Regions from separate parts of the Pan troglodytes genome. Here region 2 is linked to region 1. The links are chromatin contacts, called in public Hi-C maps. All regions are on one chromosome and are shown on one strand. Each heading gives the region's core, a stretch centred on a gene start, on an enhancer-like site or on the middle of the called end of the contact. The rest is flanking DNA. Distances are from core to core; before and after follow the strand shown.

Evidence for each region. Hi-C and Micro-C count contacts between places; a contact is called where the count stands out from the background.
Region 2: a Hi-C map of stem cell-derived neural progenitor cells shows a contact between it and region 1, with 3 times the contacts expected there. The contact joins two enhancer-like sites. A contact is called at or near these places in 2 of 7 Hi-C or Micro-C datasets (blood and stem cell-derived neural progenitor cells).

What each region holds. Positions count from the first base shown.
Region 1 is chr12:83,082,498-83,086,093 of NHGRI_mPanTro3-v2.0_pri, forward strand. The region is part of intron 1 of TMEM178A (transmembrane protein 178A); the gene reads right to left. Among named protein-coding and RNA genes, the nearest start is that of TMEM178A, 31 kb to the right of the region's middle. Within about 2 kb of position 1,929, at least 11 of the 24 cell types and tissues checked have an H3K27ac peak or open chromatin away from gene starts, as enhancers often do. A contact at or near this core is called in stem cell-derived neural progenitor cells, where this site is marked.
Region 2 is chr12:83,265,793-83,269,388 of NHGRI_mPanTro3-v2.0_pri, forward strand. All of the region lies in intron 2 of LOC129135347, which reads right to left. Among named protein-coding and RNA genes, the nearest start is that of MAP4K3, 75 kb to the right of the region's middle. Within about 2 kb of position 1,674, at least 12 of the 24 cell types and tissues checked have an H3K27ac peak or open chromatin away from gene starts, as enhancers often do. A contact at or near this core is called in stem cell-derived neural progenitor cells, where this site is marked.

The DNA.
Region 1 (3,596 bases), core at 679-3,178:
AGCTAGAGTTACTACATGTACTGTCAATTTGAAATAAAAAACAATCTTTCCAATTTAGAACCAACATATGCTCTTTTGGAAACAAAGCTGATTCTTAATTGAAGGAGATTGGATTGGCGACACGGCTGACTCAGTGGCTTCATCCTACCTGCATCTCACAGAAGCTGCTTAATGCTGGAGAGAGGGTGTGAAGTGGGGAGAAACTATTTTCTCAGACTCACAAGAGCTGGCCTTAGAACAGCTTCTGTGCTAGGGAAATGTGTGGTCCCTTTTAAATCACTGCAAATATACTCAAGACCCATCTCCTCCTCTGTTCCTTGCTTGTAATGGGCAGGATCCCAGTGGCAAGAAGAGTAACAGGAAGGAGATGGCAGCTGGCCCAGGGTTCTCCTGCTTCCTCTACGTGTGCCAGGAATTAGGTAAGTAGCGCACACATCACCAAATCGCCTTTCCTTCTCCATGGGGCTCTCAGGCTAAATTTAAAGTGCCAAGAATTCCGAAATGAAAAGAGAAAGAGGGTAGGGAAAATGATGAGGTCTGGGCTGACAGTAACAAGCAGTACTCAAGGACTCCAAAGAGTGGGGGTCTGGTAGCAAGCCCAGAGCTCCACAGCTGAGTTTGCAAGAAAATGTTCTATGGTCCAGGTGTTCCACTCCCTTGGAAGATGATTAGAGACTTCAGGCAGAATTAGAAGAGAAAGTGGGAATGAAAGACAGCTCAGCAGCAGTGTCAGAGACCTGCCATTAGCTGTTTTATGTCCTTGTTCTTAAACACTTGTTCCACTGTCATAGGAGAAAGTCAGATAGATTTGAAGAGGAAAGCAATATTATTAAGGTTTGGCTCCCTACAGCACACACATTAAATTGACAAAATGAAACCACAAAAATCTTACAGGAAAAGACCTGTAGTTGCTTGACAGAACATATCAAGCAACCAAAGACAAATTAGATCTTTTTGATAAAAAGACAAGCACATATATATACACAGATGGTGGTAAAGACGGAAGTTCCATGCAGTGTTATGTTAAGGAATAATTTATACTGTTAAAATCCACAAGGAGGCATTAGATTCCAATTTTTTCAAAGTCACACATGCAAACTTTGAAATTAACTGGCTTTCTGGGTTTAGAGAGCAATGAATCTGGCTCTCTGAAAAGGAACACAAAAAGCATGAGCTCATAGCACCAGATGGCATCACACAATGGGGGGAAGAAACATGCAGAGGATTGAAAAGAACAAGTTGTGGTTTATATTTAGTGATTAATTAGCTTCTTAAAGGGCCAAGTAGAGCCACTTTAATGATGATATAAACCATAGAATAAGATACACAAGTATGTTGCACAGGGGGTTAGAAATGGAGCTTTTTGCCTGGTGAATTTCCGTTGTTTCCAATACTGAGTTCCAAGCTAAGTCATAGAAACCCCTACTCAAGGTTAAATAAGGAAGAAACATGAGAAAGATGCTATAAACAGTCATTACTATCAATCAATAATGAGGCGGGCAGTATACATGATGGTTAAAGACCTTGCGGTCAGACAGACTTGGGTTTGAATCCTAGTTGTGTGACTTGTGGCAAATTACTGAAGCTCACTGAGCCTTGGTTCCCTCGTCTGTAAAAGAGGGAGAATAATGGCAGATACCTCACTGAGTTATGGTGAGGAATGAAAGAGGTAATTCAGGACTTAGCATAGGATGTGTGGCCCACTGTAAGTACTCCATAATGTCAGCCTTGGATTATGAATTCCCTCTTGGCACCTGCCCAATTCGCCATACAGAACCACTGCCACACACCAGGAGTCTGCACCTTAAATGGTCATCACAGATTAACCCAAGTGTACAGAGAAATAAACAGACACATGGCAACAGCTGCCTGAACAATGGCCCAACCAACAGCTCTCATGTTTCCTCTCCATTCTCGCCACTTTAGAACAAGACTCCCATCACCTCACTCCTGAAGAATTTGCTAACTGACCTCCTTGCTCAACCCTCAACCTACCCTGCATGCCACTGCTAGATAAATTTGCTGTGTGAAGTTTTGAGGCCTCTGGAGTCTCAGTTGCCCATCAGTAAAATGCAATATGAAAACCTTTAAGATTTTTGTTACATCTACCTGCCTTTTACAGTATCATTAACTTAATATGTGGCCTTAAATTGATTACTGTAAGCGAGGAACAGTTTCACTTGCTATGATATAATTATGTATTTGTTTTAAAATTATGTATTTATTTAAAAATACATTGTCTGACACATATAAGTACTATATAATTGTTTATTTAAATGTTTTAATGCTTTGCCATTGTGTCAACTTCCACACTGACCAACAGAAGATGCGAAAATCACACGCGGTCCCTCAGAACGTAAGACTGGGGTTTTCATTGACTGGCTCTGTCCAGGAACATACAATTGGGTTCCCCCTGAATCGAATTCAGACTCTAGACCCCTATCATCTATCCCTACCTCCAACTTCACTTACACTTACCTGTGACTGGTTCCCAGGGGCTACTTCCCTCCCTCCCCAAATTGTCCCCTGGCAACATCATGTCCATCTCTGTGACCATCCTAGCCTACATCACTAACTTTAGAACAGTCCAAAAACTACTATCCCTCCAGGCTCACTGCCTTCGAAAAGCCTACCCCAAACCCTGCAGACTACATAGCTCACTCTCTTTGCTGAGCCTCACCATCTCACTCTTGATTACTGGTCTTTGTCACTGCCTACTAGATCAGAAAGTCTGCCTCTTCATTAATGTCCCAAGTTCCTTAAGCAGGGAGGCTGTGACTTTTTTCTGGATTACAACATTTAAGAGGTATGTCTGAAACAGTTGATGGCAATAGCAGTACCACTAATGCTTAAGGTTCTCTAGCAGAAAGAGTTAACAACAGGCTACACCATTTCCTAAACATTTCAAAGACAACTTGGAATTCTTCAGCTGGCCCTTGAGCAGAAAAATAAAGAATTATTTCCCCAGCACACGTCTCAGTTTGAAAAGAAAAATCAATCATGCGGTCATAGGACAGGGTAGCAGCCATGTTCTGGTCAGAGATTTAATTTCAGAGCAAAGCAGGGGCTAAAGCAGACAGACAAAAATGCTTTCCTTATCACCTCCTGTATTGGGTATAAACAGTGAAACTTGTTAAAATAAATAAACTAAATACAGTAAGTTTAGGGGCTTAACACTGACTTTTAGAGCCTCAAATGGCTAAACCAGTCCCAAAGGCAAAGCTCTTGAGGACAAACCTTTCATCAGGTCTACAGAACTGAAAGGAGAAAGATACTAATTAGTAAATCTAAGCAGCTCTGTCCAGTAGAAATATAATGCAAATTGTAAGAATTTTAAATGTTCTAATGGTCATATTGAAAAATAGGTGAGATTAATTTTAGTATTTTTAAATTTAACATGCAATCAATACTTTGAAAGTTGTTAATGAGATATTTTATATAGTTTTTTCATACTAAGTCTTCAAAATCTAAATCTGATATCTTCTACTTATAGCACATCTCTTTTCAGACAAGCGTCATTTCAAATGCTCAATAGTCTCATGTGGCTTCCATCCTGGAGAGGGGAGGTTACTAGATGAAAATGAGTAAGACTCCAA
Region 2 (3,596 bases), core at 424-2,923, 180 kb after region 1:
CCCAGTAATTAAAATACATCAGCTGCCACTTCTCCTGGGCTGAGGAGGATGTTTCTGGCCCACAACTACTCCAGCCACTGACTTCAAGATCAAGTCAGCTGGGTCCTGGAAAACTCAGTGTATCCCTAAGGATTTCCATGAATTGAGAATCTTTAAATGAATGCTTAAGAGGCATTTGTGCACTTACTGATTCTAACCCACACATACACAAGCACATACACACAAACAAATATGCACACACAATACACATACACATACACATACACACACAGAGATCTCTTCTCAACTCAGGGCAGAGATATAGAAAACCCTGGGGGAGAAACCAGTGCCCTTCTATTAGGAGATGACACATCAAACTTCAACTTCCTAATAATAGTGATTATTCTGGGATGCTGGGCACCCCCTAGTGGGAGTAATGGAGAGAGAAGACAGACTGTTTTGGTGCTGTTCTCAGTAACCCATTCCACCCACAACTTCCTGCCCCTTCGCTGCCTTCTCCTTCCAGCCCATCTCACTGTTCTTGGAATGATTCATTCTTCCCACGATGATTGGGCCTTTTGCCCCATAAAACCCTCCCTCTCTTTACAGACATAATGGACTAAAACTAAGCAGAAGGCAACTCAGGCAGAACAGCAGGAAAAACTTCCTATGGGGAGAGCGCTTAAAATCTGAAATGAACTTACAAGGCAAACTAAGTAAGACCTAACTGCACTGGGCAGAACAATAGAGAATATCTCAGAAAGATATTCTTGGAGGTGAAGAGGATGAGGGAAAAGCTATTTCCCTGATTTCATATATTAATGCCCCCATCCAACACTCTCAGACTGATTTCATGACAATATAAATGCCCTGTGCTACGTCTAACCCCTTTTAAGGCCAAGAGAACACCCAACATTTATACATTTGAAATAAACAGATGAAGCCTGTCCCAGCAGAGTGGCAGCTCATCCATGAACTGGGCACTATGTAGCAATGTGGGACATTCTGAACATTTGTGTACTAATACCCACTCTTTTCAAGGCCACTGCCATAGCTCCCCACGACGGGATGAGTCCTACTATATTGTAAACAATAAAGTGTTTTCTGAGTGTTTACGTTATACCAGGCTCAAGATTCGTAAGCATTTTTAAGACATGCCCACATCTAGTTCAGTCCCTTCTCCAAACAAGGGCCTTAATAAAAGATAGGGAGAGTAACATATTTAAGTACATGCGCAAAGAATCCTTCTGGGCATATTCACAGTTCTTATTTTAGTTAAGTATTTGATAACTTGTTCACTGGGTGAGGGGCCAGCCAGTCTCATCTTGGGGACCAGTGCCTGTCTCTAGTAGATGTGATAATTATACAGCACCCACCTTCATGCAGAGCTTTGGTTGTTATGATCTTATTCCTTCCTAGATTTGAGTCATCAGCTCATTAGTGCCCATTCAACTTAGCCTTCCTCTGATGAATCCTCTAAAACCTTGCTCATAATTTTACCGATACCAGCACAGGATTTTCCCTGCTATGCCTCCTGCTTCATCTGGAGCCTAGTGACTTGGAGAGTCTAATCTCACAACTGCTTACAATGTTAATCCCTTTCATCTCTTCTTTTAGAACCATGTGGTGATGTTCATCTTTCTGACAACCAAGAACCTTGGAAGAATCTCTCGCCTCAGGCGCTCCTATTTTGGTGCCTAGCTCGGCCGCCTTCCAAATCACCAGAGGCATCATAGAATGCAACTGTCTGTGGAGGGTTGGAGGACGAATTGGACACAAATTCATTGGACGGCTGAAGGAAAAAAGAAAGGTCAAGGATGCTCCAGCTTGGCCAGCCTCGCAGGCCTGACAGCAGAAGCTGGAATTCTTTCTTTTATAACTTGGGCTTGAATTAAAGGCATTTTTTTTTAGTCCAGAGACCTTTGGCCTTCACTCCAAACAGAACACTCAGTGGGGTGGAGCAAGGCTGTCTGTTGGCAGGAAGGGCACGCTGACCTCTGGCCCTAATGCCTTCCCTAACCTGGAAGACATAAAAGCTGTGGTGAGTTAGCTGAGCCACCTGGAGTGCTCTGTCAGTATGTAGAATGTTCTAAATCATGTAAAGGGCCCTGCCTTTGTAAAGAAGAGTGGTGAAGTGTTTATGGGCTCAGAGAAGAAAACATATGGAGAGAAAATGAGAATTAAGAAGAATAAACCTAACTAGTGGCTGCTTTGGATGTCTAGAAGACAAGTAAAACTCAGAAAAGAGGCCCCAGTTCTGAGAGGCAGAGATAAGGGAACTTCCAGTACATCTGTCTCTATTTTCAGAAGAGATAAAAACCAAATCATAAATCTAAAGATGAAGGTACATTCATCTGGGGAGAGGACTAAACAAGCTGTTATATTTCAAACAGCTATTAGGATTGCAAAAATGAACACTTTTAACTTACTAGTGGAAGCATTTCTTTCCTGCAAGTCACCTTGGATCAGATTAGACAACAAAGAGAAGATAACAAAAAATTATTTTTTTGTGCAGGCTAAGAAGCATTAATTTAGGCTCTTTGTACTAAGCTAGATTCCTGTCCTGGATGCTTTCCAAGAAAAAGCAAAAAGTGAGCAACCAGAGCAGTTATGGGAAATTCAAGTGTGTGCTTTGTTGGTAAGGATGAGAACGGGGGGTTCCGCTGGCCCAGAGCTGCAAACGAAATCAATGGTCTGCAGCTTGGGAGGTGGCCAGAGGACCCAGGCCACTGGATCAGGCACTCAGAGAGCCAGCATGAGCCTTCAAGGCAGTGCTTGTGGGCAGGAGGACAGGTCTAAGCTTCCTGCCAGTGCCTATGGCAAGTTGGATATGTATTTGCCAGTATCCCCAAGGGAAGGGGTTCTGTGCCAGCTGGAGCTCTCTCAGGAAAGACAGGTAGCTCTCAGATGATGTCCAAGGAAACCAGGTGAGGGCTTGAATTGTGGCCAGCGAAGCAGGGTGTGTAACACCTGAGGAGGCCAGATGGGGATCAGGAGCATTCAGGCAGGCAAGAAGGGGTGTGACATGCCCATGAAAGGTGGGTGTGGGCATTCCAGGGCCTAGATAATGTTTATGGAAGAGGTTTCTATCACAACACAATACAAGGCACTCTTGCTGTCCTAAAACCTTTTCTCCAGCTGAGTTTCTGACTCTTTTAAAGCCACAATATAGGCCAGACATGGTGGCTCACGCCTGTAATCCCAGCACTTTGGGAGGCTGAGGCGGGCGGATCACCTGAGGTCGGGAGTTTGAGACCAGCCTGACCAACGTGGAGAAACCCTGTCTCCATTAAAAATACAAAATTAGCCAGGCATCGTGGCGCATGCCTGTAATCCCAGCTACTCGGGAGGCTGAAGCAGGAGAATCACTTGAACCTGGGAGGTGGAAGTTGTGGTGAGCTGAGTTTGTGCCATTGCACTCCAGCCTGGGCAACAAAGAGCGAAACTCCATCTAAAAAAAAAAAAAAAAAAAAAGCCACAATATAAGGACATTCTCAGGAACATTGAAGCTAAGAGGCCATAGATTGAATAAGATGGCCAAATATGCCACACGGAGCCAAAGAAGCAAGGCAAGCCTCTGCAGAGTCCCATTTGACGTGAAGAGGCAGATTACCAAT